Regions from separate parts of the Mus musculus genome. Here region 2 is linked to region 1. A link is a contact called in public ChIA-PET data. All regions are on one chromosome and are shown on one strand. Each heading gives the region's core, a stretch centred on a gene start, on an enhancer-like site or on the middle of the called end of the contact. The rest is flanking DNA. Distances are from core to core; before and after follow the strand shown.

Region 1 (5,963 bases), core at 1,711-4,210:
GACAGAGGCAAGCAGAAGCACACAGACAGAAAAGGTGTCTTGATCGTCTTGATCCCACCAGGTGGCCTGACTCCTGACTACGCTGCTTGCCTTTGGAGTTCAGGGTGGACTTGAGACTCTCCTTTGGCACGGAGAGTGAGTTTGATGGAGGGAGGTCTCTATCATTTGCTATTGGAGGATGCCTGTGACGTTAGGTTCCCCCCTCATGAAGTCAGGGGTTCCTTGTGATACAGGAGGACCAGAAGGTGGTCCCCAGTCATCTCAGGAAGAGGTGCCCAGCAGTAATGTCTCTAGAACCAGCCTCTCAGAGTGCCAGAACACGGACGCAGAGGCCCCTCGCACAAGCATCTGCAGAAGCAAGCAAACTGTGCTACTGGGGAGAGATGGATCGCAAGAACTGGCTTTTAAAATTCCCTCTTCCAACCTACTACTCTGCTAGATGGACTCCTAACAGCTTATCATTATACTAGTGTTAATGAGTCTCTCAGCCCTCAACCGAGAAGATCCTATGTGCAGCAGATGTCGACTAACAAAGCCCACAGTGGGTCTGCACGTGGAGAGCTCAGTCCCAGATGGGATGTCTACTGCCCGTCCTCCCTCCCGTCCTCCCTCCTGTCCTCCTTCCCTGGCTTCGGGATCACAGTGCAAGAGGGTGAAGCGTGTGGAAGAGCCAGAGATGGAGCATGACTGCAGCAAAGCTGTTCTCAGGACACATCTGAGCATCTGTGCATAGAAACTCACAACCGTCATGACAGCACAGGCCAGCTCAAGACAGACAAAATGCCAGCTCGGGGACAGGAGGTGGGTATCACGTCCCACCCTAGCGCAGGCGCTACGAGCCACTGATGGCTGTTCAGAGAAGCAGGGTCAGCATACCTCAAGGATGCGGCCCATGAGAGGACACCGTTGCTGCAGTAGATAGCCCTGCACCCTTCCTTACACATCCCAGCAGCCCTGAGTGCACTCAGTTGGTAAACGATAAACACTGAGGTTGGGAAGAAATCACTGTGGGGGCTAGGAGAGGAGCTAGAGTGGAGGGGATGGGGCTAGCTTGGTCAAAACACACTGGGTGCATGATTGAAATTCTGCACCCACCCCCAAAATAAATCTTACTTAAAAATACCTTAAAACTTAACTAAAAAAAAAATTCTTCCTCCCTATTGGTGCTTCCCACTGGCCAAGCTCAAACCAAGGGATACTGGGTAACGTTCCTTGCTATGATGGGTCACAAGCAGGTAAGGTAGACACAGATCTACCGGATGAGTAAAAATATCCCAAACATAGTTCTATAGCCCACCACCACCCACAAAAACCCACTCGCAATAACAGACCCACGCAGAGCTGTCAGGCAGGACACAATGTAGGGACTGGGGTCACCGTCACTGTTAACTCTTTCTGGACAGTTGCCATCAGGCACTGTGAGGCTGGTGGTAAGGGTGGAGGCTCCAGGACCCTAAGTCTCAGAGAGCAGGTCTGCGGACAGTCATCTGCCTGTCCTCTGCTTCCTTCCTGAACTCCACCTCAGACCTGCCCGACTGGAATCTGTCTGTAATCTGATTCCCGGGGGGACTTGTGGGTATAGGAGTTTGCTCAGAGGGCCATGGTGAGCCCTTGGCCAGTCTTCCTACAAACACATTTCTCTTCTGGTTGTGCTCTTTTTGTAAGTACTGCCCTCTGCCTGACTGTTCAACCAAATGCAAACCTGAAATCACCTTAATCCCACCCCACCCCACCCGGCAGCCCATTTAACAGTCTGCAGGGATCCTGCCTGTAAGCACCAGAGGATCAGATGACCATCACCACAGCCTCTCCCAATCAGACCCTCCCAGCTGAGCCCTTCACCACCGCAAAGGCTCCCGGGAGGCCTCCCCTGGCTAAAATGTCAGTCATCTCTGCTTTCAGCCCTCCACAGCCTCCATTACCTATAGCACAGACCTTTGTCTGTTACAGGGCCCAGTGGGAGAAGGAAACCGTCTCTGACCGGCTCTTCCATAGCCTGTCTTCTTTTGACCTTTGACTTCAGCAACTGGGGCCTCCTGTCTCATCATCAGAGCACAGTGCTCTTCCCTGTCCCCAGGTTCTCCGAGTGCTGTCCCTTCTGCTGGGACTCCTTGCTCTACATTTCACTGCCACCTCAATGGAGAGTGCCTTTCTTCTTATCATCTTCCTGTCTGTTTCCTTCCAGGGGCTTTTGATGACTTGTGCTCACCTCTCTCACGTATGCTTCTGTCTCTGGTCACTTTTCCCTGAGGTTATCAATCTATTGATAGTTACTCTACCTACATAAATATCTTACCCTCTCTCTACTGCCTTCACCCAGATGAACACCCTGTGGAAGGAAAGGGCCTTCAATGTATATTCATGAATTAAATCAAGAATAGTTACTTCTTGCCAGTCGTTGATGGCACACACTTTTAATCCCAACACTCGGGAGGCAGAGGCAGGAGGATCTCTGTGAGTTCAAGGCCAGCCTGGTCTACAGAGTAAGTTCCAGAACAGCCAGGGCTACACAGTGTGATCTTGTCTCAAACAACAAACAAACAAACAAACAATATTTACTTCTCCATCTTTGGGGTTCTCTAGCACAGCTCTCTACCACCTCTCCCTTTATAGACAAAGCTGTTGGTATGATCGGTGACAGTTCAGGGTTCAAATCTAGATCTTTTGCCCCTGGGGCCCAAACATTTATGCTCTATGGAAAGGCTTATGGTCTACATGTGTCACACACACACAGTCTTTTCAGCCATGTCCTCTCACAATGGGAACATGTAGTCACAACCGAAGCTTCTACTTCTGACAGCAATGTTCGTTCTGCTTTCTCCTCTTTGGGTCTTTTTAAATTAAAAAAAAAAAAACCCAAAAACCAAAAAAACCACTGCCCGTACAGTGAAGAGGAAAGGGTAACAGCTGCAGAGCTGCAGAGCTAATGGAAGGGCCCCTCCCGCTCTCTTCAGCTTAGTCTTCACCTTTGATCATGTTCCTCGGGCCACACACTTTGCCTCGGTGGCCACATGAGACTGACGTGTGACATCTGACATTTCCAAAGCAGTTTCAAAATTATGTCTCTTGAAGGCTGGGGCTATGACTCAGTGACAGTGTTTGCCTATGGTGCAGAAGGGCCCCAGCTTCACCCTCAGCACTGCATGAACTGGTCGTGGTGGTGCACACCTGTAAAGTGGAGGCAGGGGGATCAGAAATTCAGTCATCGCTGGCTACAGTATCTAGGCCAAGGTCAGCTTAGGCTACGTGAGACTCTCTCTCTCTCTCTCTCTCTCTTTTTTTTTTTGAGAACAAGAAAGAAAACAGCACGTTTAACCCAAGGTGCAGGAAATACACTGACTCTCTCACAGAAGGTAACATGGATAAAGCAGTAAAGGAACATTAAGAGCAGGCAGGCAGGGGCACAGTGAAAAGCAGAAGCTAACAGTATTGCTAGAATCTGAAGGGTCTTAGGACGGTAGCACACACAGAGAGAGCCAGGCCTGGGCATGTGGGCATGGCACAAGCTGTACCATTCTTCAGGGTCGGAGATCAGATGCTCTGTTAGAAAGGCTGTGGGCTTCTGGGCGAGTCACGTGGCCTCTCTGAATCTTGACTCCTCAGTGCACAGGGATGGCACAGAGTGGGTTTGGAAGGACACAGCTCCATCCAGCCCAGAGCCTGGAGCTTAGGAAAGGCTCTGCAAGCATCTTTTTTTTGCATGTGACAAGGTAACTAAGACACCGTACATGCTCTAGAGGCACATTCAATCTTCCTCCTTGGCATGGAAAAGAGAGAGAGGGGTGCAGTGTTGGGGGAAGAGCCTTGCTGGGCTCTGGGCCTAGAGCCACTAGCCAGGCCCACAAGACTCCCCTCCAACACAGAGAAGCCACATTTCAACACCAGGGACCGTGAGCACCCTGGAAAGTAAACACCCAAATGACAAACATACCAGACATTCCCCACATAAACCGGCTGCACTGAGCCAGGGGTTCCCCTGCTCCCTACCAACAAAGTAGGATAGTCCAGAGGTGAAACTTTGGCCAGCCCAGGCCAGCTAGGCTGGGCCGACCACCTCTCCTGCAGGGATGAGGAAATCCCAGGGTCTCCCTAAAGCCTTCCAGGGCCAAGCCTCTGGCCCTCCAAAGCACTTCCAAAGGTTGAGTACTGAAAACTACCTGCCCTTGGCCACCTTTCTTCCCTAGCCAAGTCCATCTAGTGCAAGTGGCTAAGGGCTGAATCTCTGTTGCTTCTGGGCAGGGCCTCATGAGCAAGTTCACATGAATGGCTGTTGAAGACAGGGGCTGCAAACCGAAGCCACCTTTAAGAGCTAGGCTGGCTAATTAATGGTTAATAAGGGAGAGGGACTGGACAGGGCTGTGTCTGCAGAGGGATGCCCAGATTAGCATCAGCCAAGCAGTTTCAATGCTGCCCAATCTTTCAAGTTTTCAAGACTAGCTGAAGATTTTTAAACGTAAAACCTCTTGGAGATGGAGAGATGGTATAGTGGTTAAGAGCACTGACTGCTCCTCTAGAAGACATGGGTTCAATTCCCAGCACCTACATGGGAATAAAACTGTCTCCAGTTCCAGGGGACCTGACACCCTCACACAGACATACATGCAAGCAAAACACCAATGTGCATTAAATAAAAATAAAGAAATAATTTTTTTAAGAAGTAAAACCTCGAGCTGGAGAGATGGCTCAGTCAGTGGTTAAGAGCACTGACTGCTCTTCCAGAGGTCCTGAGTTCAATTCCCAGCAACCACATGGTGGCTCACAACCATCTGTAATGCAGCCAACTAATTCCACTTTGAACCGAATACCACTTGAACCAAACCAAACAAACAAACAAATCTGTGGGTTGCATGGCCTCCAGTGGAGTCTGCCACCAGACACCTGGGGTCTCATCACCACCGTCAACTCTATACAACAGCTCGCCTCTTTGGATCATGAAAACACTTAGCCAGTGCAAGAGTTCCCACTTCTCTCTGACCTTCAAGAGCACCCTCAAGGGATCCCGAGAGGGTCTCATTTACCAGTGGACAAACCACAGTCTGCAGAGGGAAAAGTCGCTTGTAGCTCTCCAGGCAGGGAAACTAGCCGATTCTGTGCCGGCCGGCTGCCTCTGTCGTGGCTGACTGGGCTAGACCTCCTCTGTGATCCTCCTTGGGCTCATTCATTCTGTCCTTTGGAGGAATGGTCACATGGCAGGAAGCACACCGACATTCCCTAGATCTCTTTTAAGACGTTTCTATTTTCACAGACTAAATGGCAAACATCTAAACCTACTCCTAGAGTGTACAGATGGGAAACTGAGGCTGGTTCCAGGTTCACACTTGGGGACAGGAACTGGGTCCTAGAGGATAAGTTCAAAGGACATTGCTGGGCTCATCCTCTTCGGCTACTTGACTGCTCTGTGTCACCTTGAATTGTTTCTTACCTTGGTCCAAGCCACTGTACCATCTGTCCCCGGACCCTGCCGGACTCTGCTGGGAGCCTCCTTTTGGTCTTCCCATCCCATGTTCTAGCTTACGTTGGGGGGGTGGGGGGCAGGAAATATCATCTCCATCAGGAAGTCCTCCTTGACTCTGAGCCCTCAGGCTGAGAAGCATCCCTCTGCACAGAGCTCCCATTCAATGCTGAACTCACCCTTGGCCCTGCTGTGCTGCTTTCTACCCTCCGAGGCTCTCTCCACAACACTGGGAGTTTCATGAAGACAAAGCCTGTGTCTTGTTGGCTTTTTGTGTGCCCAGTAGACTGCTCAACATTTGCTAAAAGGAGAGGAAATTCAATCTAGACAGGAACCTGGGAACTTTCTCCCCCTTTACAGTGACGGGGACCAGCCCTATGGCCCTCGTACAAGATCCCGAGATTCCTGCCTGACTCCTGCTCCAGTGTTTTGCTACTGCACTTTGCTGTCTGCAGAACCAGGATGTAACCATGACAAACACAAGCACCAGGCCTTGCTCCCTCAGGGCCCC
Region 2 (5,963 bases), core at 1,341-3,840, 120 kb before region 1:
AGCCCTCAATGTCTCTTTGCAATGTGTCCTTAACCAAAGGCCCATCTACTTTCAGCTACAGACTTTTGCTTTGGTTGTTTTTTCCAAGACACGATTTCTCTTTGTAGCTTTGGCTGTCCTGAAACTCACTATGTTGACCAGGTTGGCCTCGAACTCACAAAGATCCACCTGCCTCTGCCTCTCAAGTGCTGGGATTAAAGGCACGTGCCACCACTGTCTGGCTCATCTCCAGGCTTAAGTCAATTCGGTTTTCCAAATAACAAAACTCACAAGAAGAAATCAGGTGAATAGTTTGATGGCTCTGGCAGGCCTGGAACTCATCACATCCTCCAACAGAGGCCTGCACCAGCACACTGAGCACCAGGGAAACTTTTTTTTTTTTTTTTTGTATTTTCGAGACAGGGTTTCTCTGTGTAACCCTGGCTGTCCTGGAACTCTGTAGACAAGGCTGGCCTTGAACTCAGAAATCCACCTGCCTCTGCCTCCCAAGTACTAGGATTAAAGGCGTGCGTCACCACCACCCAGCTTTTTTTTTTTTTTTAAACTTATGAAGAGAAAAAGAAATCTGCCTTTAGAGAAGTTTTAGGACGTTTCTGCCTAAGTCAGAGGTTACACACATTTTCTAAATTAAATGAACTGGTAAGACAAAATCGGCTCACCAGAGCTAAGGGTGACCAGTGATCTGTCAGCAGCAGCTTGGACAGCATGCAACTTGGAAGAAATGAATCTGGGGACCTAGGCTCCAATTAAAGAAGGGCCCATAAACATTTGCTTTGCCTCAAATACACAGAGAAAGCAATCAGATGCATAACACACCCAAGCTTCTAAGTGAGAACCATTCTAAGATCATAAGAACGTGGAATTGCTTGCCCCAGGAAGAGAAAAGGCAAAAGGAGAAAGACAGAAGATGCTTAGACCAGAAGCTTTCTTGGAAGTTCGCAGTGAGATTTCTACTCTCTCCTACTCGACTTGGCTCTAAATCCCAGAGAGTTTAGGGCAAAGCCTGGTTCCAGGTGTCCTGGTTTCAGCTCTGCGTAAAAGGTAAGAACAGCCCAGCCCACAGTTTCGTGCACAGAGGATCTTGAGTTCTAGCAAATCTGGCTGGTCCAGCTAAAACCACCAAGGACACCTAAACAGCCACCTGGCAGTCAAAGATTGCTACCAGAGAAAAGACCAGCATTCCTAAAATTGGTGGAACTGGTGTACTGATAAAGGCTGGGGAGAAACACCATCAAAAAACGATCATATTTTAATTAGTATGCTTCCTACAGGCTAGGAAAAACTGTGGATGAAAGAAAAAGTCCTTTGTTTGTGACCCCCGCCCCATTAATCTTCAATGTCACTGACAGTCACAATCACCCAACTACACTGTCAGTCCACACCCAACCACAAAGCCACCCAAGAGTCATAAAGTCTGTGAACCAGAAAACTACAGCTTCTCTCATCGTCAGGTACCCTCTAACATACTCAGCCCCATCATGGTGAGATGCTCTCTCTCTTTGGAACAGCCGTCCACACACACACCCGCCCTCTACTCACCTGATTGCCAAACACAGCCACGGAGCAGGCTGTTGAAACCTCATCAGCTCCAAACCAGACCGAAGCAATGCGTGAGGGCATGCCCAGAATGAAGACCTGTGCCACAGAGCAGATGACCTGACCCACCATTGTGACCGGGAAGAGGTGAGGCTCTAGGCTGCCCAGCTTTACCCAGGCTCCCAGGCAATTGAGAGCTGAGCCGGTGATAGCGATGGTTCGAAGACCAAATTTCTCCAGCATCCAGGCCACGGGCAGGAGCAGAGGGATGTAGGTCAGCATGTAGCACATGGACAGCCAATCAATGGCAAAGGCACTGACACCGTAGAAGTTCATGAAGATGTTATTGATGGAGCCGTACTGAATCCACTGGAAGGCATTGCACAAGGAGTAGCAACTGAACACCAGGACCACGACCCAACGACGCTTGCTCACCTTGATCACGCTGTCTTCTCTAACCAAGCTACTATGATGGGTCAAACCGCTGGGTTGAGCCAAGGTACTGGGGAGTGCTGAACTGCTGGGACGGACAGAGACGCTGGGGTCGATGGAGACACTAGGATGGATGGAGACACTGGGGTGGCCTGAGACGCTGGGGTGGCCTGAGACGCTGGGGTGGCCTGAGACGCTGGGATGGATGGAGCCGCTGGGCTGGGTGGAGTAGCTGGTGTCCATCTGGAATTCCGACTCTGGCGCAGGTCTGTCATTGCTCTCCTCCTGGTTGAGACTTTCATTCACCATGACCACAACGAGCTCCTGAATCCCAGGCACGTACTGACTCCTACAGTCTTATGGGTCAGCAGCCTTTTGCCTGTCCCCCTAGAGCTGAGGCAACACTTCTCCGGGAGCGCACCTCTGTTAGCGGAGAAATCGAGATCTCAGGTTCCTACGATCACTCCCTAGCAAACTGTTGTCCCCCAAGTTGGCCGCAGACGCCTTGCCACGCGTTCCAGGCTGTCCAGATGAAGCGTTGACCGTCCTGGAAAAAGTTTGACTCCTGAACAGCGAACTGTGGCAGGGCGAGCTCGGTTTGCTCCCGGGCAGGCTGGGGCCTCGCCCCCTCGGGCGCACGTGACCGCCCCGCCCCCCGGCCTGCCCGGCTCCCCACGCCCCTCAACCCCTCCCACCCAGGATCCCCTGCCTCCTTGAGCGGGGCTCGCAAGGCGCCGCTCTTGTTTCGCCATAGGTTGGGGTGTACATTCCTCTCCGACGTCCCCGGTGTCATGGAAACCGCCCGGTTAGCCCCCACCCCTACACTTTCCCTAAATTCACTTGTCCCCCCCACTCCCAGAGGTCTTCGTTGGTAAATGAGGACTTCGCCTCACGCCCTTCCGAGGTCAGAGTCTTCTCGGGGCCAGCGGGCGTGCACCGAGGCTCGGAGTCCCTAAACTGCTCAGGGGGATCCGAGAGAGATCCCTACCTTCCTCTCTTTTGCTGGGCTCTCCAGGTGACAGTTCAGTGTGCCTGGTGAAAGGAATGCTTGCTTTTCTCAGAGACCTCCCAGCCGACAAAGACTTATTTTGGTGAACTCGTATATGAACTTGTTTAGTGTCTGACGGGTCCCTGAGGTCTCCCACTAGGGAACCCCGCGAGCCAAGCATAGCCTGGAGGGAAAGTTGTGGAACCAAGTCTCTGCGCAGGCTCTGGGAGTGAGGCAACGAAGTGACTCATACAGCCTCGTAGCCCTCCGCTGCCACCTACCGATCCCCTGAGCGTCACCTCTTAGCCTGGAAGCAAGGCTTTCAGAGAAGGAATGCTGGCTTGCGCTGGTCCCTACAACTCCATGGGTTCACAGTGATAAAGAACCCAAAATTTAGGTTGGATTCCGGTTTAGCGACTTAGGCGTGTAACAATAGGTCACTGAACACCACTTCTGAGCTCCCGTTTCTTTTGCAAAATGTAGATGGTGAAATAATGGCCCTTAGAAAAATCCAGCCAGGCGTGGTGGCACACACCTTTAATCCCAGCACTCGGGAGGCAGAGGCAGGTGGATTTCTGAGTTCGAGGCCAGCCTGGTCTACAGAGTGAGTTCCAGGACAGCCAGGGCTATACAGAGAAACCCTGTCTCGAAAAAAAAAAAAAAAAAAAAAAGAAAAATCCCTGGCTGATAATTCGTTCAACAAATGTTTCCTATCCTGCCAAAAGGCTAGCATTTGTTGCCACGGGGTAAATGTGCTTCATGGGTGAGCATGCCGGGCATTCTATAATGTAGTTACTATTGCTTGCCCTGGGTGTGTGTGTCTGTATGTGTGCATGTGTATGGTGTATGTGCAGGCACTCAAGGCTTTGAAAACATCGAGCTGTAAGCTCTCGGCCTTCTTGCCTCGTGCTATAGACAAGAAAACAAGCCTTTTAGAACTCAGTTAACTAAGGTCCCAGCTGGCCTGAAAAGTCATACTTCCCATCATTCAAGCTACCACACAGTTACATAAGAGCAGTCTGAGCTGCAGCCTGGGTGGCTCCTGGAAACCTGGTGGTGTTTTTGTTTTGCCTTTTTTGTCTGTTTTGGCTTGGTCTTTTTGAGACAGGGTTGCTCAGGGTAACCTTGAATTCCACACCCTCTCAATCCTAAATGGTGAGTTTACAGGTGTATATCACCATGCCCGCCCCCCTGCCAAGCTTGTTTCAAGGGAAGATTCCCAGATCCCCAGGTTCAGCCCAGAACTCCTGAATTAGAACATTTGAACAGAATCTCCAGGTGATTCATGTGTGTTCACACGTTGAATCTTGAGGGACACTGCTTCCTTGTCCTCCCCGACCCCCCCCCCCTTTTAAAGCTCTGCAGTGGTGTTTACAACTTGAGTCTGCACATTAGAATCAAGAATAGGTGATGGCGAAGAGAGATGGTTCAGGGTTTAAGGGGGCTTGCTGCTTTCTCAGAGGAGTTGAGTTCAGTTCCCGCACTCACACTGAGTGGCTCACAACCATCTGTAGCATGAGGGAATCTTCCAGCCTCAGGCACCTGCTGACCTGTGAGCACATGCACGGATGTAAATGTAAATAACAACAACATGCTGACCTGTGAGCACATGCACGGATGTAAATGTAAATAACAACAACAATAATAATCTTTAAAAAAAATAGAATCTATCTGAGTGGATGGTGGTGTGGGGCATTCATTGGACAAGGTGGCTCAGACACAGGCTTAAGCTATAGAAAGTCTATATTAGCGATGTTTGGGATTCCAGTGTAGCACCAAGACTTGCTCAGGAAGAAAGCCGCTTTTTTTTTTTTTTAAGATTTATTTATTTATTATGTGTGAGTACACTGTAGCTGTCTTCAGACACTCCAGAAGAGGGTGTCAGATCTCGTAACGGATGGTTGTGAGCCACCATGTGGTTGCTGGGATTTGAACTCTGGACCTTTGGAAGAGCAGTCGGGTGCTCTTACCCACTGAGCCATCTCACCAGCCCCCTGAAAGCCGCTTTTTGAGTCGCCACATCTTAATTAGTAAGAACAGTTAGCCAGAAGCACTGCTACAGAAGCCAAAAAGCAAGGCTAGCATGTGTCGAGATTGTCCCAGAGCTATGGACTAGGTCTTTGTTTTCATGTTGGCAGATGGCGCTGTCTATGCTCTGAGTGTAATAGCCTTAGTGATACTTCCGTCATGGAGTTGGGTGTGCTAAGGTCTGTGGACCTGTCTCAGGTGGGAGTCCACTCACATCCTAGATGTCCATTGCATCTAAGGATAGCTGGGAGCCATCTAAGGCCCCTGTCCTAGCACATGTGCCCCACGTGTGCCCCAGGGAGAGACTCACTACTGGTTCCCAGCAGAGAAGACCAGTTCTGCTAACTCTCCTGGGTCAGTAGGAACCTTTTCAGGGAGCACACATTTTCTGGTAGAAATTACAGAGGCTTTCATTCTATTATGGGGTATTTGTAGAGAGAGCGCATACCCACTGAAGAGTTTCTGTGAGTGTCTATAACTTATTTTTCAGACTTCCATAATTAGGGTCAGAACAAATAACCACAAGGCAGAGTCCTGTTCCTAATGGCTCTTCCCCAGCACTCAGGGCAGAACTGTAATCTAGCGCCAAATTCCAGGGTCTAATTTGAGATTCAGGCAAGATTTGAGCTTGTTTCTGTTGTGGAATGGGAGTGAGTTTGATTTGCTCTGAGCTCTGGACTGGGTCTACTTAGGTTAGAAATTCTGTTGTTTGGGATCTTGGTAAAGAGACTTAATTTCTGTATGTCTGTCAAGTGAGTATTAAACACTCCTGCCTCAGTCAGGCATGGTGGCGCACGCCTTTAATTCAAGTGTTTAGGAGGCAGAGGTAGGCAGATCTCTTAGTTTGAGGCCAGTCTGCTCTACAGAGGGAGTTGCAGGACAGCCAGAGCTATTCAGAGAAATCCTGTCTCAAAAGGATTTTGAACCAAAACCCAAAGTTTTTGGGCAGTCATGAGAGTGGTAAGTATTCCTGGTAGCC

The links. ChIA-PET counts read pairs in DNA pulled down with a chosen protein or histone mark.
Region 2: a contact with region 1 is called in an RNA polymerase II ChIA-PET map of memory CD8 T cells, with 19 read pairs. The contact joins the promoter of Flvcr2 here to the enhancer-like site in region 1. A contact is called at or near these places in 2 of 484 Hi-C or Micro-C datasets (bone marrow-derived macrophages and nephron progenitors), 2 of 115 datasets of contacts at active chromatin or transcription factors (embryonic stem cells and memory CD8 T cells) and 1 of 9 other capture datasets (adipose tissue).

What each region holds. Positions count from the first base shown.
Region 1 is chr12:85,621,873-85,627,835 of GRCm38.p6, reverse strand. The region is part of intron 2 of Jdp2 (Jun dimerization protein 2); the gene reads right to left. Among named protein-coding and RNA genes, the nearest start is that of Jdp2, 25 kb to the right of the region's middle. Within about 2 kb of position 2,960, at least 91 of the 459 cell types and tissues checked have an H3K27ac peak or open chromatin away from gene starts, as enhancers often do. A contact at or near this core is called in bone marrow-derived macrophages and memory CD8 T cells, where this site is marked.
Region 2 is chr12:85,743,166-85,749,128 of GRCm38.p6, reverse strand. Flvcr2 (feline leukemia virus subgroup C cellular receptor 2) reads right to left here and starts at 2,590. Exons shown (of 10, transcript NM_145447.2): 1 at 1,540-2,590. The coding sequence starts at 2,277.